Linked DNA regions of Mus musculus: regions 2, 3, 4, 5, 6 and 7 are each linked to region 1. A link is a contact called in public ChIA-PET, Hi-C and HiChIP or PLAC-seq data. All regions are on one chromosome and are shown on one strand. Each heading gives the region's core, a stretch centred on a gene start, on an enhancer-like site or on the middle of the called end of the contact. The rest is flanking DNA. Distances are from core to core; before and after follow the strand shown. Region 1 holds the start of Rsrp1 (arginine/serine rich protein 1). Region 2 holds the start of Ifnlr1 (interferon lambda receptor 1). Region 3 holds the start of Zfp593 (zinc finger protein 593). Region 4 holds the start of Grhl3 (grainyhead like transcription factor 3). Region 5 holds the start of Pdik1l (PDLIM1 interacting kinase 1 like). Region 6 overlaps Extl1 (exostosin-like glycosyltransferase 1). Region 7 overlaps Nipal3 (NIPA-like domain containing 3).

Region 1 (2,743 bases), core at 161-2,660:
TCATTATGGATGGTTGTGAGCCACCATGTGGTCGCTGGGACTTGAACTTGGGACCTTTGGAAGAACAGTCGGCGCTCTCAACCACTGAGCTATCTCACCAGTCCCACAAGCATTCTTTATTGCTGAGCCATCCTGGTGGCCACAGTAAGGTTTTTATTTCTTCACTTTCGCTGTATATTGGGGAAGGAGGAGGAAGGAGGCACGAACAAAGAGTCCTTATTTCTGTCATCTCCCTCTAAAATCCAGAGCTTCTGTAAAACCCTGCCTAATTTCTAAGAACACCATCTCCCAATATTGAAATAGCTATTTCGTTCAGTGCTGTTCACTTACCCACAGTTTTCAAGGTCAGATATGCCTCATGACATTGAGTGTTTGGAATTTGCCCTGGAAATAAGATTAAATGTCCTGTCCTAATCACACTTGTCTTAGAACAGACCTATCGGGCTCAGGAAATGGCTTACTATTAAGAGCACTTGCTGCATTGCCTAGCACAAAGTCTGGGTTCCCAACACCCCCATACTTGGTGGCCCACAATGGCTCTGTCTTCGGTGGCATCCTGTACACACAAATTACTCTCTCTCTCTCTCTCTCACACACACACACACACACACACACACACACACACACACAATCAAGGATCACTGTTGCTCCTCAAAGGTCAACTGTGGTCGTTGGAATTCCTGTCTCGACCTCAAATTACCTTAATTAGCTCAAACAAGGCCGTTAAAGCAGCCTTTCTAAATTAAAACTATATCTTCGGGGTCCAGGGATACCCCTCCCAATCTCCACCATAGGAGGAGCCAAGAAGGGAAGCTGGGCAGCGGCTGGGGGAGGGAGGGGACGACACATGACCCGGGGACGACCGAGGCACGGGAACCGACTTGTCCTCTGTGTCCTTGATCCAGCTTTTGAGCCGGCTAAATTCTTTGCTACCCTCTCCTTTTCCCGAATTTCAAAATCGAAAGCAGGAAAGGAAGCCAAACTAAACCAAACCAAACCAAACAAAGAAAAACAAAGTTGGGCGTGGTGGCGCAGACCCCCTAGCTGAGAAGCAGAGACATGGGGATTGCCGCGAGTTCGAGGCGTGACAGGGGTACACAGCTAGCTCCTGTCTCAAAAAAAAACTCAAGATCCAAAAGCAGCCAAGGACCCCACAAACAAACAAACAAAAAACCCTGAAGTAAACAAATCCTCAAAATACCCGGATGTAGAAGGCGGGCGGGAGTGGGGGATGGGGAGGAGGCGCGGCCGTTGGTGGAGTGACAACTGACGCGCATGCGTGTCTCCAAGGCGCAGCCAACATCGCTTGGCGATTGGACGAGAGTGGGACCCGCCCTTTCGCACGGATGTCTGTGCGCATGCTCGGCGCCAGCTTCCAGTATTTTCGATGCTGACGTCGCCACTAAGCTCAGTCCCAGTCTGGACTTTGGCAGTGGAGGTTCCTGTGCTCTCCGGTCGCTGGAATCGGGAACCTCGCCCGCTTCGGTTCCTGGTCGCAGAGAAAGGTGCCCGCTTGGCCTCTCTCGCCCTCGCGAGCTCTTCATCCGTTTAAGGTGAGTGGGGCCGCTTGGTCAGGGACCGGTTCGCCCTGGGGTGTCGCGCACGCGCACTGGGCACTGCGCGCCCCACCTGGATGATAGACTCTTGACTTTCTCTGTAGTTCCTAGACGCCGTTGCGTTTGCGGACCGATCTCCGTTTTCAGAAGGGAGCCATGTCCTCGGCCGCCATGTCTAAATACGTGAACGACATGTGGCCCGGCTCTCCGCAGGAGAAAGCCTCGCCGTCCACCTCGGGCTCGGGCCGCTCCAGCCGCCTGTCGTCGCGCTCCCGCAGCCGCTCTTCGTCCCGCAGCTCCCGACGCGACTCCCGCAGCTCTAGCCGCTCGTCCTCGCGCAGCCACAGCCGGCCGCGGAGGAGCAGACGGTCCCGATCCCGGTCCCGCAGGCGCCACCAGCGCAAGTACAGGCGCTACTCACGCTCGTACTCACGCAGCCGGTCGCGCTCCCGCAGCCACCGCTATCACCGCGACAGCCGTTACGAGCGGCCGCGGAGGTACTACAAGTCGCCGTCGCCCTACCGCTCCCGGAGCAGGTCGCGCTCCCGCGGGAGGTCGCAGCACCGGTGGTCGTACTACGCGATCACTAGAGGGCGGCGCTACTACGGCTTCGGCCGGACGGTGTACCCCGAGGATCGCCCCAGGTGGAGGGAAAGATCCAGAACCAGGTCGCGCAGCAGGAGTAGAACCCCATTTCGCCTGAGTGAGAAAGGTGCGTTTTATCAGGTTGAGGTTTGTGCCCTTGGTGGGGGTGGTGTTGGGGATTGAGTTCTGGACGCTTATCACCGAGCCACCTCCCCAGCTCCTCCCCGCGTTTAACTTCCTCAGCGCGCTGTGAGTCAGCCAGGGAGTCATGTGGTTGAGCAGTTTAGCTGGGATTTCGTAAGATTAGGCCCAGGACATCTTAACATCTAGGCCTGCGTTTGTTTTGGTGCTGGAAGTCTTTTGAGATTTCTTGAAGTGAGAGAGAGTTTTTTGTTTAGTTAGTAGTTAGGTAGAATATAGTTTCTCACGTATTTCCTTTCACCTTGTGAGTAAAGTCCATGCCGGATGTGACCGGTGCAGTAACCTGAACTAAAGTCCATTTATGGCTGTGGTGGTCAAGAGAGAGGAGGCTCACTCTTTCCTACTAGCTGGGTGAAGTCAAAACACATTTTTTTTTTTCATGATTTACTCAAAAATGGGTT
Region 2 (2,743 bases), core at 119-2,618, 760 kb after region 1:
TCATTTCTCGGCTCTCTTTGGTTCCCATTGGCTGAATTCTTCAGGGAGCTAAAATCTACCTGCTGTCTAGTATTGTCCCCTTCCGGAATTCCTTATCTAAATGGTACAGGACACAAACCTTTCCTTTTCTGATATGTGAGCTTACAGGCGGGCAGACTACCTGTAACTTTCAACCCTAGAACACACTGACAATACCTAGAGAAGCAGACACCAGCTGCTAGGCAGAGGAAAAAGGGGCCTAGAGCCCCTCCACCATCTCTGACGAGCCCTAAACACACCTTATACTGAAAATGGATCATAATGATTGATTTCTTACATAGCCAAGGTTAACCTTGAACTCCTGGTCCCCCAACCTCTATCAACCCAGGGCTGGGATTGCAGGTGTGTACCTTAAAAAGCTCATAATTTTAGGATGTGTTTTTGTGCTTCTCGAATGTAGTTTAAAAAATCCCAGACACCTCTTGTTGTGCTGGGCCTGAACAGAGCAGAGTTTAAAAAAAAAATCAAATCAAAATAACTCGAGTTAAAGTTGGGTCCCCAGACAGAAACTAAGCTGTCTATTGAATCCCCCAGGAGATCAAGAGAAACCTGAGCTAATGGCCTGCTTTCCAAAAGTCCAGCTTTTGTTCTTTTTCTATCTTGTATGTATTCTGCAACAATTCCATAGAGATATCAATGTACCTATGTGGTATCCACCCCAACTCCCCATTCGCACTCCGTGCAGGCAAAATGCAGAAGATGAAGTCCATAACCCTTAATCCTTACACACAAAAGGACACACACACACACACACACACACACACACACACACACACACACACGTTGTTGTCCTAGCCTTGTCCCGACTCTACCTATAAGGAGAGTAATTTAGAAAGATCCCGCTTCCCCTTCCGTGGTTTCGCAGGTTTCTGGTTTCGGCCCTTCTGTTTACAAAACCAGCGTTTCCCACTTGGCTAGTTAGAATGGTTTGTGTGGTGGAATGAAGTGTCCCCTGCTCCAGGATAGAAAACAAAGCCTGAAGCGATGTCCTTTCTGGTTAGTAGCGACACAGACCGCGTTGCAGCTTAGGACAGCCTCCTCCAAGCTTTTACCGCGATGTAGGCGGGGAGTAACAAGCCTGCCGGGAATTCCTGCAGAAACTCAGTAAGAAACTCGCAAGACAGGCTGGGTGCCATCCCCCGCTCCGCCTGCAAAACGGGAGTCTTGCCAGTCTCCTCGAACTCTACCCTAGGTGCTATTTACTCCTCAACGGAACCCCAGAACTGGATTTCTTGTCTGATTTTTAAAAAATGTTACTGAGAGCCCCGCCCCCACCCACGGCAGGCGACGCGGGGCAGCCCTAGGTGAATCCCCACCGGTGGCACCGCCGGAGGCTCCTCCTCCCTGGGCCGCCGCCCTTGTCACCTGCCGCCCAGGGGCCTTGCGGCGGGCGGCGGGGACCCCAGGGACCGAAATGTGGCGGGCCGACCGGTGGGCGCCCCTACTCCTGTTCCTGTTGCAGAGCGCCCTAGGTAAGTACGGACCGCGGGGACCGCGGGGACCGCGAAGATGTGCCACCCACCCGAGGTCCCGAGAGGGGACTTGGTGCTGGGCCTCAGGGATTCTGTACACTTGCCGCGGGTTTGCTTGGTCCCAGAGTGAAACAATCCTGAGCTTGGACGGCCTTTTCTGGACGAAAGGATCCCGGTTTCCTTATTCCAGGCAGGGCCGGGAGTTCCAGGCACAGACACCGGAAAGCGTTGACTGTATTTGTTGACCGAATCCCAGAGTGCATACCTGATTGACACTTTTAATAGGGGACATACAGGAGCTGCCGGGATCCAGCTCTGGTTGATCTGGTCCCTGCTAGGAGACTCTTTAACGGGGCATTTTCTCTCTTTGTCTTTCATCTGGTAAGACAGCGGGGCACAGAATACCCGAGGCCAGGACCCAAGCACCGAACCCCAATTTTCCACTCATCAACTTCCCCAGGGAGGAAGCCATGGGCATACTTCAGAGTCCTAGACGCAGTCAAAGGAGCAGGAAGGGTTCTTAGAGCCGATAAACAATCATAAACGTTCATATTATTTTTGGTTGCTTCTTTGTCCTGGCCACTGTGTTCTCCTTAAGGTTTTCAACCCAGCTGCTCTAAGTGGTAGACAGTCATCATTTTTAAGTGAGGGAAACTGAGGCTCAGAGCACTTCATAGGTTGCTTTAGAAGTACCCCAGAGGGGCACACACAGGGCAGAGGAATAAGGCTGAGCCCTAGGTTTGCCCATGACCAGTGCTGCCCCTGCCCTGAGCGAGCTCACAGCTCTGTAGCAGTGTTTTTGAGTTAACGAGGGTCTTGGGGGACACGGGATTATGTTCCATCCCTGACACAAACTGGTTTAGTTAACATTGATCTCTGAGCCGTGTCTCTTTGATGATGGCTGTGGGTAACACCTTGCCCCAAGGGGTAGTCTGTCCTGAGGACTGAATGACATTTTATACAGTGCTATACCAGTCCCTGGAACCCTTGAAGACTCTGTGAAGTGTGGCAACTCTGAACTGTGACTTTCCCCATGTGGCCAAGCTCAAACTTTGGGCCTGTCCTGCTCATGGATGGCTCACGGATGGCTTAAAACTAAGGGGCTTACATACAGAGTGGCCTCTTGCTAGACAAACTGGAAGCTGGGTTTAACTGCGGTGTCTCAATTATGCACCTTCAGGGCACAGGACAGGAGAGAAAAAGACACCCACATCTGGGGTCAAAAATGAGGG
Region 3 (2,743 bases), core at 116-2,615, 680 kb before region 1:
CTCTCCCAGATGCAGGTGGCTGGGGAGCTGAAGGCAGAGCCCCGGAGTCCCCTGGTTGGGATTGTGGCTACATTGTTGGCTGTCCTCGGGTTAGGTGGCTCCTGCTATGCAGTATGGAAGATGGTGAAGCAGCGGCAACCATCACAGGCCCCGTGATGAGGCGGGTAGCCTCTCGCCCAGGCTTGGAGGTAGGCGATTCAGGGGAGGGGGCTGCAATATCCGAATCCCACTTTTTTCCCCTTGGGGATTAGTCTCAGCCATCGCTAGATCCTACTCCCAAGTTTTACGCTGTACCTAGCCAGACTCCAGCCTAGATCCAAAGAAGCAGGGGGAGGATACCCGTTCCAAAGCTGGACCTAGTAGGGAGTAGACATCTTGGCCCAGAAACCCCTGGTAAGGGAAGTTAGTATCGGAGGTGTGCCCTCTTGTCCAGGTCCTTTATTTTGGGCAGAACACCCGGAAGAGAGCATCTCCGCAAACCGGAAATCCAAAATACACACTCTCAGCTTGGCTGATGAACCACTGCCCATGGGCAGTTCCTCTGCCCTGCATCCTTAGGCCACTCAGGTGGACGTGTCCATCTCAGGGATATCAGTGGACACTTCTGTGGGCACGCCCAGCCGCTGGGGTTGAACATACGAGCCCATGCCCGCTGCCCTCTCAGCTTCTTCCTGACTGTAGGGTTCGACACTCAGCTGCTTCAGCCTGGGAAAAAGAAGAGTTGGAGATCGGAGCTCACCGAGTGCAAACCCTTCCTGCATGGCACCCATCCGCCAGTCCTCTACTGACCCCTCCATACCTTTTCTTGTGGTCTTTGGATCGGAAATGGGTCTTCAGGTTGGCTGAATCGATGAAGTACCTCCTGCAGGAATGTAGGGTGAGGGAAAGAGTGAAGGGGTGAGGTCTCTCACACCTCCCTGGCCCTAGCTCGTTCCCAGACATCGGATTCTGAACCCGAAGTGATAAGTGGCGGGTTGACCCAGGGATCCCAAGACAGAACCTTCTAGCGGCTCGCGGCCCGGACCTCGCTGCCCCTAGCTAGTACCTCAGACCCTGCTCCTCCCCAGGCTGGACTCACGCGCAAGCCAGACAGCGATGCAGGCCGCCCCCTGGCAGGTCCGGGTCGGGCTCCGCGTCCGGCTCCGGCTTGGGCCGCGGGAGCCCCTGCGGCCTCAGCTCGCGATGAATCTCATCCAGGTCCGGCCGCCGCTTCTTGGCCTTCATCTGGCGGGCTAAGGAATGTGCTCGGTGCGCGCCGGTCCGCCGAGAGCGACCCATGATCAGAGAGACACCCACACACAAGACCAAGAAACAGGGAGTAGGGAAAAGACCCACACGTGTTGGCGCTTCCGGGCCGCCCAGTGACGTCACGAGAGGCCCGCCCGGGGGCGGAGCAGGATTGGACAGACTGCCTCTGATGACGTCACGGTCGGGTTGGCCGTTTGAGCGCCCCCAGATGGTCGTCGATGATAGTGACTGGGCTCTCGCGGGGCGTGAGCGGGCTTGAGGGGAGCCGGTCCCACTATTCTGCCCGCCCCATCCTCACTTGCCGGTTTCCACACCCCGAATTTCAGTGGTAGGGGATGCTTTTAACGTCTCTGGAAGCACTGTTGCTTGTGCCATGAATAAATTACTTCATAAATGAGAATTAGTGTGGAATCATGGATGGGTCACCCAGAGATACCCCTAGGTTCTAACAAAGAGCCTTGTTCTCCTCACCTACCCCCCACTGGCGTTTCATTTTACATCTCTCCTCTGTTCTCCCTCCCCCACTCTCAAGCAAATTCCTGGGGCAAAAAGCAGAAAATTGTTTCACAAAGAATCTACCACCTAAGGGGTCTGTCCTTGAAGAGTGCTCAGCTCTTTTTACAAAAAGAGCTTTTTGTCTGTTGTTGGTTGGTTGGTTGGCTGCTTGCTTGCTTGGTTCTTCAGAACTGGGGTTGGTGTCCAGGGCTTCATATAATCCAGGCAGGCAGTCTAACAGAGGAGTTTGGGGTGGGGCACCACATCACTAGCCCAAGAGGAAATGTCCCTAGAAGAAGCCCCCCACCTTTGCTTTCTTTCTTTATGCCCAGGGAGGGCTGGCAGGAAAGGGGGAAATGACCAAGAAATGGTGCCTCTGCTCATCTTGGCCTGGTGCCTCTCAGGCTGGCCAGAGCCAGCTCCACTATATGGGGGCAGAGGACCTCAGCAATAATTAAGCATTCTGGCTCTTTGGAACCAGTTGCCAGGAAACAGGGAGTGAGGCACGTGCATCCCTGGGGAGAACAGGTTTCTAGGCCAGACCCGAAGTGAAATGGAAGCCCAGCGTGCTGACTGGAGGTCTGGGATCTTCCAACTCCAACTTATGAGGACTGGGTAGACACAGGGTGGGACCCTGATGAGGACCCAGCTAGAATGGCAGCGATCACAGGATGCATAGGTATGGCTCCTGGACTCAAGACTCCACTCAAGTGGAAAACTTTTTCTACAGCTATTGAGCCGCCATCAGTATTCCCGACTGCAGGCAGAAAAATGGACTCTCCAAAAAGCTGACTTTATTAACTTTGGCCAATTTGGGTCAAGACTTGGGGCTGAAATGGCACAAGCCTGCCCCAACCTCAGAATCCGTGGGATCAAGTTTACCTGCCTGGCACTGTGCCAGCTGGGGAGACTGGTGCATCTTTCATGAAGTCACCGGATCCCGGGGACAGGCTCTTGGTTCTTCCAAGTTTCTGGGACCAGAGCCACTGGTGCCCACTGA
Region 4 (2,743 bases), core at 67-2,566, 650 kb after region 1:
GTTCCTGTCTGCAGTTAGGACCCATCAATTCTGCCTGCAAGCGTTTGAGTTCTTAACCTGCTGAGGAAAAGCTCCAAAGAGAGAGACAGAGAAGGGGAGGAAACAACAAGAGGGTCACTGCTAAAGAGGGGAGAAAGGGGAAGTCTGTTTCTTTCCTGCTAGCTCCTTGCCCACAACTTAAAGCGACTCACACCCTCGACTTCTGTCTTCTCCAACATCTGTACCTGATACTGAGGCTGAGAGTGAGGTCAGCGTCAGCCAGTCAAGGGATTCTAGATCCCAGATGTGGGCAGGAATGCACCTGCCTCTCGCCAGACAACACAGATGACCTCACCAAAATCTAGTCCTCGGCTTCCCCAGCGTTAGCACTGCCTCTGGATAAAACTGACCACAATTTATTGAACGCAACTTCAGACCCCTTTCTCTTTGGTAAGCATTTTTACAGCTTTCAGCACACCTAAGAACTCTACAAAGTTCTCTTGTTCCAAATTTCCAAATCAGGAAAATGAAGCTCAGATAAGTCCAACGACTTTTTAAGAATGAACAGCGGAGGAGAGACGGAGCCTGGGTTTGAACCTAAGGAAAGCCACTACAGAGCCCATGTATACAGCCATTACACTATAGTAGCCAGATCGCTTGGGACTGTTCCAACTCAACATAAAGGACCTTTAGAGAAACTCAACTCTTTGCATAAGACAGCTCTGAGAACCACCTCCAAGACGTTCCCTTTGGCAAGAGGAGAGAAAGCTTCCCTGGGGCGGGAGTGTCTCTGATTTCCAAGGCACCTCCAGAGTATCAAAAAGCGATGCCAAGATTCACGGTTTCAGGCAGCCCGGGTGTTTGCCTTCCTCGAAACTGCTCAGCACAGAGAGAAAGAAAAACTATTTTCCCAGGGAAACAGTCAGCTCTAGATAGAGAGCTGAACGTGCCTCAACACGCTAAGGCAGGATCGTCAGCCCATTCATTCACCCTTACAAATTGCCGTGTGAATCCGGGCGCCCGGCCTCCCTTGCTCTTCCCTCTGCAGGGAATCCCAGCCAGCCTCGGTGTGCTGGGGAGGCCGGGAGGCCAGACATCCGTGGCTTTACTCACTCAAGTTCATTCGACATCTTCCTTCTCCGAGGTTCCAGCGATCCGTCTCTGGTTGGCTCGCAGGCGCTGCTGACCACTCGTCTCTTAATTCTCCTCTGACACAGACATTCCCTTCCTGCCCGGGGAAGCGTTTGCTCTACGTTGCGCTTTGGATGTTGAGATTTTGCTGACAGCGGTCCCCGGCTGCGGTGGCGCTGATTGGCTGGAAGCACAGGTGCCGACTGCAGCTAGACCACAGCAGGTGCAGATGTTAACTTTTGGCCCACCAGCAGGGGCGGAGCTCCGGGGGGCTGACTGGGTGGAGCCGGCCAATTCCTTCTTAGCTGAGGGGGTGAGGGGGTGGAGACGAGGGAAAAGGGAGGAGACAAACGTTGGGAAGGAACGGGAGAACTAGAGGAAAAATACAGACAGGTACTTGGCTCAAAGGGAAATCTCTGTCCATCTCATCGCTCGGATCCTGGATCCCACAAACATCTCCCCACAGACACCATATCTCTTTATAGTCACCTTCTCTACCCGGAAAATTTCACGGAAGAGAGCAGGTAGCTCTCTGTGAGTCCCCTCTCTTTTCTCCAGAACTTTCCCCTTCGGGTAACAAACACCACAGGTTCTAGTCTTGTTAGCTAAGTGATTTCTTCCTATTCTCCCAGTAACCAGCTAGGAAGGACTTTCTGTCAACTCTCCCTTCCACCCCAACCAACCCCATGCCCTCTACAGGTGATCGAGGAAATGTAGGTTGGAGAGGCAGGGTGCCTTGCCTAAGGGTGAGAGCCAGTGTCAGAGACCCGTTCAGTCATCTGGGAGACTAGCTACTCCTTGAGTTGAAGTTGGTGGCCTCAGTTGACAGGGGACATTTACTAAGTACCGAGTGTGCAAGGTCTCCTCGCTCTGGGTTCTGGGGCAATAGCGGGGAAAGAAAATGCTGGTTTCTATTCAGGAGGAGCCCCCCCTCCCCCAATGTGCATGAGTGTGTGTGTGTGTGTGTGTGTGTGTGTGAGAGAGAGAGAGAGAGAGAGAGAGAGAGAGAGAGAGAGATGGGGTGGGGAATCAGGGAATTAGGGCAGGGCAGCCTTTCATCTTGTGCGATGCCAATCTGAACGGGATGTGGGCAGACCACATGCCTCTGGCCAGCCCAGAAAGGATGGAAAAGTTGAAGGTGGTTGCCTCAGGAGTCTTAGCTGGCCAGTACACTGTAAGTGCTCTGTGCTAGGCACTCAGGAGATGCCTCTTAGGCGAGGGGATGGTGGGGGATGGGCTATGAACAACCTAGGGTGGTCATCCCCAAATGCCCACAAGTACCAGCAGAAACAGAGAGCTTCCATGGGGTTCATAGGAAAAGAGATCTAAGCTGCGAATCTTGGAATCTCATGCTTACTCTTTTACCAATACCCTCAGCCCCGCCCCCATGCCCACTCTCCCCATCCCCCACTCTCCCAACCATCCCCCCCCACTCCACCCCCAGTTCATTGCTCATTCTTCCTGGGTACCTCACCTTGAGCGTTCCTCTGGAGGAAAGGTGACTTTACCCTGAGAAGCCCTATCTGATAACTCAGGAGGGCCTGCTTAGGATGGGCTACCGGGCTTGAAGACTGATCGGAGTCCTTTCCCATTGGAATCTGTTTGAGGGCTACCCCTAAGGAGCCCTGAGGTT
Region 5 (2,743 bases), core at 171-2,670, 640 kb before region 1:
CTTACTTATGTTTTGTTTGCAACAGTGTCTCAGGTAGCTCAGGCTACCCCTGAATTTACTATATAGCAGGGAATGACCCTAATCTCCTGCTTCCACCTTCCAAAAACTAGGGTTATAGACCTGCACCAGCATGCTTAGTTATTTGTTTCTTACAAAATGGGCACAAATAAAGTTTTTGCAGAGCTGTTCCCTCAAAATGAAGTAAGTCAACTACCTTTTTATCGTTGTTTAGCATAGTTATTTAATTCTAGGTCTTTTCTGGCCAAAGGGGGAGCATCCTATACATCACAGGGAATCCTCTGACAAAGTCCTTTGGCGCTGTACCTTGAGAAATCATTTAAAGGCAAGCTGGAGCACAGGCCCCACAGAGAAATGTTCTTTTGAGTGGAGAGTCTGCAGTACGCTCCCTCACTCACTGTCACTGTCTTCGCCGGCCAGGAAGAGTAAGATTGTATTTACATTGCACAACCAGGTAAACAAAGTGACTGCCCCGGGAACCGGAGACTCCCGGAACGACTACTTTAAGTTCATTGGCCAGATTTAAAAGAAAATGACTGTTCCTGAGGTTTGCCCTGAGTTACTTCCTTGTATTGGTCGCCTACCCTTCAATTTCTTCCTGGATTCCCCAATGTCAGGTTTCCTGTCACCGGGCGGGCCATTCTGTCCTGCTCTGTGCTGATTCCCGGTTACTAGGCACTTCCAAGTGACTCTTTTCTCTGCAGCGGTCCCCTGTCCTCTCCCACTTGCCAGAGGTCCCCCCCCCCAAGGAAGAACGCCTTCCTTGCATAAGAAAGGACGGTGTCTATCAAATCCTTGGGGTCCTGGCTGGAGAGACGCCCTGCTGAAGCATCCTTCGAGAACCCGAGCGCCTTACGATGGCACGTCCCGGACCCTCCTGCCTGCCTGCCTGCCATTCTCCCTCCGGGGCTGGGCACCGGCGGCTTGGACATGCACCTGCTGGTGCCGGGGACGGGGACAAGTAAGGCCAGCGGTGCTCGCTCTGTCGCCGAGGCGCGCTCACTGGCCAAGCAGCAAGCTCACTCCGGGCGGCCGTCCCTGGAAACCCCGAGGGACCCTCCCGTGGCCCCTGAGCGGGCCTCGCAGTCGCTTCAACTCCTGGCGGCTGCAGCCTAGGGGACCGGACTCCGGGAGTGGCCCGGGCGGGAACGGAGGCCGCAGTCCCCGGCCGGTGGCCGGCGCAGCACCGGGCCTTCCCGGGGATGACTCCACTGAGAGGTCCGTGACAGGCCTGCTGGGGACAGAGACACATGCAGGGAGACCGGTTCTGACTGCGGGGCATCCGTGGCACGGCGAAGGGCCAGGTTTACCTCAGGGCAGCCGCCGCCGCTTCTCCCTCTCATGAGCTCTGCAGGCCGCCATTATCGCGCAGCTCGCGCCCTCGGCCGCGGCGGCCTCCAGTCAGAAGCCGGCGCGCGCCCCCGTGGTGCGCGGACACACCCCCTCACGCCGGGCCCCGCCCCCTCCGGCTTGCCGTAGCGCGCGTGCGCAAGCCGAGCGCCGCCTGCTGCCGGGCGAGCGCCCGCCTCTCCTCCGCGGGCTCTGGCCATTGCGCTCCGTCGCTGCCCTGGCGCGGCGCACAGCCGAGCGTTTCCAGCGGTGTGCGCGCTGCAGAGCGGACCAATGCTGCCCTGCAGGGGTGGCGGCAGGGGACGGTCGCCCTCAGCCGCAGCGGGGGGCGCGTCCCGGGACCCCAGAGAAGCTGCGGCCGCTGGCCCGAGCCGGCGGTGCTCGTGCCCCGTGGCGGGCTACGCTGCCCGCCCTCTTCAGACCTACCGAGCGGCGGGCTGGAGCGCGCGGTTCGCTGGGGCCGGATGCCCGGTGCATCTTCCTCGCTGGTGGCGGGACTGGGCGGCGGGTCCGTGGGGAGGCGCGGCCAGTGCTGGGAGGCTGGCTGCACCTACGTTCCGAGGCACCGAGCTGTGTTTGCGGGTGGCACAATGGCCCAGGCAGCGACGCGGGCCTGGGTGCGATCATCTGGGAGGATGCTGTCCCCTGCCCCACCGGCGCGGTGGTATCTCCCTTAAAGAAGCCGGAACCTCATTGTTCCCGGCCTTGAGGATCGGGGCGTCCTGCTGGGTGAGAGAGAGGGTGTGGCCTACCTGGCTGCGGCGCGCAGCCTAGCTGGCCTGAACCGGAGTTGGGACCCATTTTAGGCGGGTGTACGGACACAAAACAGGTCTCCTAGGACTGCAGTCCCCCGGAGTTCTTCAAATACGTGCACAAAACCTTTCAAATGCCCCCAGCAGTTGTCAGTCATAACCCTGAGTTGCCCTGAGATCGGGGTGACAGTCACTTGGAAACCAGGACCAACTGGCCGGCCCGTCGTTAGTTACACAGATTGAGTAAGCATCTGCCAGAAACGCCCATTCTTTTCTTTATTATTCTGTACCTACTGCTTGTTAGTAAGGTTGATCCTGCCTTCATTGCCCCCTAAGCATCTCAGTGCCTCCAGGATCATCCTTTGTCATCTGCTTATGAAACTAATATTTGGGGTCTGGGCAACTTTCTATATAATCTGAACCATATTCCAAAAGTAAAGACCTTACTACTGACCCTGCTGCTTTCATAGGCGAGGAAACCAACACCTGCCACATTGACCAAAAGTTGTCTTCCTAGAACACCCACTCGCACCCTAGTGTAACGTCCTCCAGCCCCTCCTAATAAAAGCCCAGCAATCTATTCAGAGTTTGTCCTGAGGGCCATCCTCCTATTGGTGCTCACG
Region 6 (2,743 bases), core at 113-2,612, 570 kb before region 1:
CCACAGTGGCCGAAGCCATCAAAGAAGGAAAACACCCGATACCTTGGGCTGGGTTAGACCCCCCACCCTCACTGTCTGAAGTCACCCCAGTTCCATGCCACGCCCCTCGCTGACCCTGAGCGCCCTGCCACACAGGGCAGCTGCTGTAAGCGTATTTATAGCCCGGGCGTGAGTGGGCAAGGACACGTGCTTTATTTCGGAAGCGATAATTCCAGTTCCAGGTGGACGAACCCAGGAAAAGCAGCCTCCCCTCCCCTACTCCACTCTCACCTACAGGATGCTGAGGACAGCCCTCTTCCTGGCGACCAGCCCATCTGCCAACAGCCCAAGTTTGCAGGCCAACGTGGAGTTCTGTCGTATTCCTTGCATGTTTTCATCCTGGGGTCTGCACACACCAGTGACCCTCTAGCTCGACATTTTATCCGTAGTCTTTAACTCCATTCAGTCAGGCATTGTGGCTCACACCTGTAACTCTAACACTTGGGAAACTGAGGCAGTAAGACTGCAGTGAGTTCCAAGCCAGCCTGGGTTACAGACTGGGACCTTGTCTTGCCTCCTCCTCCCCTCCTGACCCCCCCCAAGTTCAAGAGGCAGCCAGGTGTAGTGCATGAATTTAATCTCAGCACCCTGGGAAGCAAAAGTCAGGTGGATCTCTGTGAATTTGAGGCTAGTCTGGCATACAGTGCGAGTTCCAGGACAGCCAGGACTACCCAGAGAAACCCTTACTTGAAAAACAAAAACAAACAAACAAACAACAAAATGTCAAGCAAAACCAAACTCCATTCCTTTGAAGGGAGAGTAGTGCAGCAGCTGACCTCTAGTGGTCAAGATTGGTAGTGCAGTGCTGCTAGTCACCCAAGATCCCGGGTCTGCCGAGACACCGAATCCTCTGGTTATCTTCGACTCCTGGCCTCTTTGTTCACGCTTGATTGAGTCTGGAAATCCTGGTGTGTGCTTTGTACCGGGACCAGGAACTCCAGAGTAAGGGGCAGCGTTATGTCTTGTGCACATTCTGCCCGTGTTCCACCACGCATGCCACCAGTTAATACTCTTGCAGCTATTGCTCAAATATTTACAGTGCACCTGCCAGACCAAAGAGATGAGAGCAGGACTCCGCCCTACGGAGCTTGCAGGCCGGCCCTGGGGCCTCGTGATGTGCTCAAGGCCACTCGGCGTGAATCGTGCGAGGACTTCGAGATCACCAAGGAGGTGAGTGCAGGTCTGACAGACATAGGTCGACCAGGCAGAGATGCAGAGAAAGGCATTTCAGGGAACAGGATCAGCCTGTACACCGGCCTGTGCGAAACGTGCCAAACGCAACCCCACTGCAGCTGGAGAAGGCCCCGGCCCTCAGGGATCCCTGTAGCGATTGGCCAACCGGGACAGGACTTTGATCCATCTCTGTTGGTTCTCTCGTGTCTAGCAGACAGGTGCAGTGCCTCGCCTATGGCTTCTCTAGACTGCGATACTTCTTGCGTTGCACCGATACCGGGTCCTTGAACAACACCGGATCCAGACGCACTTGAGAGGAAACCAGAGGCATGTGGCCGAACCCTGCTGCTAAACGGTTGATGCAGTCCTGATCCAGGGGCTGAGGCTCCGGCACTGGTCGTGGATCCCCAGAATCCTAAGAGGTGAGAGGGAAACGTGTCCGTGAGGTTGGTTTTTTTATGAACCCTCACGCTGCTGCAACAAGATTTGGATTAGAGAGTGAAGAGGCTCCGCCCTCTTTTCCTTCCCCATCAGGGCTTTCCAGCCCCTGGAGTCGCCTCACCATTGGCACAGCCTCCGGGTGCTGCCTCCCATAAGGCACCTTGATAGGGGGCAGTTTGGTGACGGTGGCTACCAGGAAGTTCATCAGGACGTCAACACAGGTGGGAGTCTCATCAGCTATGGTCCTCAGGGCCTTAGGCAGGGAGTGGGTGAAGAGGGTGTGGTAGTACCTGTAAGATACATGGTAAGCCTTAGGCTGGGGGGTGGGGGGGATGCAGGCCTCATTCATTTCCCTATCTTTGACCCCAGACCCCAAGTTCCAAGACCTGTACCCCATCCCCTAGCTCCTCTCCCAGGGTGCTCCCACCCTGGGCATGACCCTTCTCCATGTGCCCTGTGATTTAGGGGTTGGGCAATGATTGTGAATTCCTCCAGTCTCTCCGGGCGGCCCTCTTTCTGTGTTCCCAAGTCTGAACTCTGACAGAGATGACTTGATGATGTGTCTGTGGGGGGGGGGGGGGTAGGGGGTGCAAGGTAGTTCCAAGCCACCAAACATGGCTACCCAAAACCCAGATTCAGGGGGGCTATGTACCAGCTAGGCCCACTCTGTACACATGAGGGTTATCCCCTGTTCTGAGGGCTCCATGCAGAGCCCCTGGGGGAAAAACATCTACAAAAAGTTCCATGATATCTGGATAAAGTTCAAACAGATTAAAGACCCGCTTTCCAGAGGCCCCAGAAGCCAGGCCTGGTGGGAAACAGCACCTGTAAACTCTGCACTTGGGAGACAAGAGCAGAAGATGGCATGCCTGAGATCAGCTTGGGCTACATAGCGAGGCCCTGTCCCCGAGTCAGGGTTCCATGATCCCCAGGGCTGACCTCAAACTCACTATTCCACTGACATTGACCTTGAACTCCTAATCTTCCTGCTTCCACCTGCCCAGTGTTAGGATTACAGATGTGCGGTTTCAGCGTTAAGGTTAGAACCCAAGTGCTAGACGAGTGCTCTTACCAACAGAGCTATGTCCCC
Region 7 (2,743 bases), core at 182-2,681, 550 kb after region 1:
AACCAAGCATGTCCTTGTAAGCTCAGTGGTCACACCGTGCCTCGGTGATCCCAACCGCTGGTCCCCTCCCGGGGACCAACCGCTGGGACCTGACTCCTGTCCAAGCAAAAGGATGTCACCGTCACTTACCATGTACAGGAGAAACGGCCAGCTCACAAGGTGCCTGGCGATGTTCTCGCCTGTCATCTTCTCATGACTGTTGGGTGCAAATGTCACTAGCAGGTAGGTGCCCACGATGGCCAAGCCGCAGCCAACAAAGGACAAGACATAGCGTCCTGTGCGGAAGCAGGGAGAATTGGTCAGAGCCTCGGGCATGGCTCAGGTGCATCGGAGAGGTCTTAGCAAGTCAGGGCAGTTTTTGCCTGTGTGCTGGCTACTTTTAGGTCAACTTGACACAAGCTAGAGTCATCTGAAGTGGGGGAACCTCAATTGAGAAATGCCTCAGTAGGATCTGTCTGTTGGCAGACTTGTAGGCATTTTCTTAATTGCAGATTGATGGGGAGGGCCTAGCCCACTGTGGGTGGGGCTTGTGGTTCTATAAGACAGCAGGGCTGTAAGCAGCACTAATGAGTCCTGGTGCCTTCAGAGATGAGAGGGAATTAGATCCCCTGGAACTGGAGTTATAGACAGTTGTGATCCACCATGTGGGTGCCAGGGATTGAATCCAGGTCCTCTGCAAGAACACCAAGTGCTCTTAACCACTGAGCATTTTGTCCAGGTCCCCTTAATGTATGTGTGTTTTACAGATTGTTCTCTTACTTGATTTGAATCATTTTACAAAAACTTTTAAAACTTTATTTTGTGTGTGTGTTTTGCCTATACAGAGTTACAGATGGTTGTGAGCTGTCACATGGGTGCTTAAAACCAACCCCAGGTCCTCTGCAAGAGCAGCCAGTGCTCTTAACCACTGAGCCATCCCTCCAGCCCGTTATTTTAAGATTTATTTTTATTTATGTGAATGTGTGTGTATTTGTATGCTGCCTTTGTGAAGTCACAGATATGTGATATCATGCCTGGAGCGTTTTTATAATGCTATTGGGGGAGGTACATCAGAGCCTCTTCACACATGCGCATCATGAACTTTGTGCACATTCATTCCCTTAAATGCCATTCTAAAAACCTTAACTAAACCAGCTGTGTGGCACACACCTTTAATTCCAGCACTTGGGAGGCAGAGGAAGGAGGATCTCTGAGTTCGAGACCAGCCTGGTCTACAGAGTGAGTTCCAGGACAGCCAGGGCTATACAGGAAAAAATAAAAAAAAACTGTCATGGAAAACTAACTAACCAACCAACTAAACCCAAACCAAAAACCAAACCAAACCTTAACAAAACTCTGATGAAGGTCGCATGTGCTCATTCACACAGGAAGTGCTAGAGGGAGTCTTGAAGTGAGCAGGGGTACCACACCCATATCCCCAGCACCCAAGTCAGGAAAGGAGACATCAGGAGTGTCCCAGTTCCCACAGCCTGCCACAGGGTAGCATGGCCCCTGAGCAGTGACACTGCTCACTGAGGTTTGAGTGACACTGAGGGTGTCAACTGCTTTGGCTTTTTGTTGTTGTTGTTTTTGGTGTTTTGGTTTTTTTTTTTTTTTTTTTTCGAGACAGGGTTTCTCTGTATAGCCCTGGTTTTCCTGGAACTCACTCTGTAGACCAGGCTGGCCTCAAACTCAGAAATCTGCCTGCCTGTGCCTCCCAAGTGCTGGGATTAAAGGCATGCGCCATCACTGCCTGGCTGTTTTGGCTTTCGGTAGACATGGACCTGTGGGGTCTCTTTGGGTCACTCAGCAGGTGTTTGTGAGGCCCATCTGTGTCCTGTGCCAACTGGGTTCATTCACTCTTGCCTGCCTAGCAGTGGGCCATGTGACAGCGACTGTTCTGCTGGGCCCTGTCTGCAGCCTTGGGTTGTATAGACTATGCCCCAACCATAAAGTTATTTCATTGCTACTTCATATTGTAATATTGCTATTGTTATGAATTGTGCTGTAAACAACTGACATGCAGGCTAACTGATATGTGACCTCTGTGAAAAGGTCATTTGACCCCACAGGTTGAGAACCCCAGTGTAAGGGTTCTGTTTGTGTTCTTGGTTACTCTTATGGTATACTCTTAATGTCTTGTAGCCATTCTGGGGGCGGGTGGGGACTAAGTTCACCTTTAGGTTTTCCAGTACTGGGAGTGGAACCAGAACCTTGAGCACTGGGCAAGCTCTCCCACTGAGCCCAAGCCCCTGCACGGTGGTTCTTATGTGCATTTGAGAGGGAAGTTCCAACCTAGAATCCCTCTGTGGGCAAGCTAAGAAGGAAATAAAACTCCTAAAGCAAACAAAGGGTAACTTTTAAGAGGGACTTTGTCCCTTTCCAACCTCTATTTAACCTGCTCTTAAGGATCACCTTTAGGGCTATTGTTAGTCTGCCCTGAGGCCTCCTGGGGACCATCAATGGGACCCAGGACAGAGTGGAGGCTAAGAGACCTATGTTTCTTCCCTGGTGGCCTATCATACTCCAATGGGGAAGGTCCAGCTCAGACTTGGCCAGCTGTGGGCTAGCACACACTGCACTCACGTTAGACTACGGTCTCCTGAGAGCAGTGCTCCAGGCCCTACTGACACCCCCATGACACAGTGTGACTGGTGTCCAGTGGAGGGACCTCGATTGACACTAAAGCCCCTTGATCTACGGAGTCCATGTTTCTCAGTTGGTCAGGATTATCTATAAACAAATTAAACATGGGACTTCCATC

The links. Hi-C and Micro-C count contacts between places; a contact is called where the count stands out from the background. ChIA-PET counts read pairs in DNA pulled down with a chosen protein or histone mark. HiChIP or PLAC-seq counts read pairs in DNA pulled down with a chosen protein or histone mark.
Region 2: an H3K27ac HiChIP or PLAC-seq map of differentiating embryonic stem cells shows a contact between it and region 1, with 4 times the contacts expected there. The contact joins the promoter of Ifnlr1 here to the promoter of Rsrp1 in region 1. A contact is called at or near these places in 1 of 39 promoter capture datasets (pre-B cells) and 4 of 115 datasets of contacts at active chromatin or transcription factors (bone marrow-derived dendritic cells, differentiating embryonic stem cells, embryonic stem cells and 1 more).
Region 3: an RNA polymerase II ChIA-PET map of memory CD8 T cells shows a contact between it and region 1, with 10 read pairs. The contact joins the promoter of Zfp593 here to the promoter of Rsrp1 in region 1. A contact is called at or near these places in 2 of 484 Hi-C or Micro-C datasets (embryonic stem cells and uterus), 2 of 115 datasets of contacts at active chromatin or transcription factors (memory CD8 T cells and microglia) and 1 of 9 other capture datasets (pancreatic islet).
Region 4: a contact with region 1 is called in an HNF4G HiChIP or PLAC-seq map of pancreatic cancer cells. The contact joins the promoter of Grhl3 here to the promoter of Rsrp1 in region 1.
Region 5: an RNA polymerase II ChIA-PET map of memory CD8 T cells shows a contact between it and region 1, with 32 read pairs. The contact joins the promoter of Pdik1l here to the promoter of Rsrp1 in region 1. A contact is called at or near these places in 1 of 39 promoter capture datasets (liver) and 4 of 115 datasets of contacts at active chromatin or transcription factors (bone marrow-derived macrophages, fetal liver, memory CD8 T cells and 1 more).
Region 6: a contact with region 1 is called in a Hi-C map of CD8 T cells, with 4 times the contacts expected there. The contact joins the enhancer-like site here to the promoter of Rsrp1 in region 1. A contact is called at or near these places in 1 of 484 Hi-C or Micro-C datasets (CD8 T cells) and 3 of 115 datasets of contacts at active chromatin or transcription factors (bone marrow-derived macrophages, memory CD8 T cells and microglia).
Region 7: an RNA polymerase II ChIA-PET map of memory CD8 T cells shows a contact between it and region 1, with 11 read pairs. The contact joins the enhancer-like site here to the promoter of Rsrp1 in region 1. A contact is called at or near these places in 1 of 39 promoter capture datasets (hippocampal neurons), 5 of 115 datasets of contacts at active chromatin or transcription factors (acute myeloid leukemia, astrocytes, embryonic stem cells and 2 more) and 1 of 9 other capture datasets (embryonic stem cells).

The regions. Positions count from the first base shown.
Region 1 is chr4:134,922,215-134,924,957 of GRCm38.p6, forward strand. It overlaps Rsrp1 (arginine/serine rich protein 1), which reads left to right and starts at 1,411. Exons shown (of 5, transcript NM_023665.3): 1 at 1,411-1,553; 2 at 1,661-2,268. The coding sequence starts at 1,713.
Region 2 is chr4:135,685,089-135,687,831 of GRCm38.p6, forward strand. It overlaps Ifnlr1 (interferon lambda receptor 1), which reads left to right and starts at 1,369. Exons shown (of 7, transcript NM_174851.3): 1 at 1,369-1,511. The coding sequence starts at 1,454.
Region 3 is chr4:134,244,226-134,246,968 of GRCm38.p6, forward strand. It overlaps Zfp593 (zinc finger protein 593), which reads right to left and starts at 1,366. Exons shown (of 3, transcript NM_024215.2): 1 at 1,079-1,366; 2 at 800-862; 3 at 1-705. The coding sequence starts at 1,278. The coding sequence ends at 564. It overlaps E130218I03Rik (RIKEN cDNA E130218I03 gene), which reads left to right. Exons shown (of 5, transcript NR_040436.1): 3 at 10-188; 4 at 682-877; 5 at 1,198-1,648. It overlaps Gm30191 (predicted gene, 30191), which reads left to right and starts at 2,723. Exons shown (of 4, transcript NM_001372229.1): 1 at 2,723-2,743.
Region 4 is chr4:135,572,316-135,575,058 of GRCm38.p6, forward strand. Grhl3 (grainyhead like transcription factor 3) reads right to left here and starts at 1,317. Exons shown (of 16, transcript NM_001013756.2): 1 at 1,093-1,317. The coding sequence starts at 1,109. It overlaps Gm30888 (a long non-coding RNA gene), which reads left to right and starts at 1,265. Exons shown (of 3, transcript XR_390832.2): 1 at 1,265-1,333.
Region 5 is chr4:134,285,833-134,288,575 of GRCm38.p6, forward strand. Pdik1l (PDLIM1 interacting kinase 1 like) reads right to left here and starts at 1,421. Exons shown (of 3, transcript NM_001163794.1): 1 at 1,329-1,421.
Region 6 is chr4:134,356,204-134,358,946 of GRCm38.p6, forward strand. Extl1 (exostosin-like glycosyltransferase 1) reads right to left here. Exons shown (of 11, transcript NM_019578.2): 10 at 1,775-1,943; 11 at 170-1,627. The coding sequence ends at 1,445. Among named protein-coding and RNA genes, the nearest start is that of Slc30a2, 15 kb to the left of the region's middle. Within about 2 kb of position 1,363, at least 71 of the 459 cell types and tissues checked have an H3K27ac peak or open chromatin away from gene starts, as enhancers often do. A contact at or near this core is called in CD8 T cells, where this site is marked.
Region 7 is chr4:135,474,195-135,476,937 of GRCm38.p6, forward strand. Nipal3 (NIPA-like domain containing 3) reads right to left here. Exons shown (of 12, transcript NM_028995.4): 6 at 130-275. Among named protein-coding and RNA genes, the nearest start is that of Nipal3, 19 kb to the right of the region's middle. Within about 2 kb of position 1,432, at least 14 of the 459 cell types and tissues checked have an H3K27ac peak or open chromatin away from gene starts, as enhancers often do. A contact at or near this core is called in memory CD8 T cells, where this site is marked.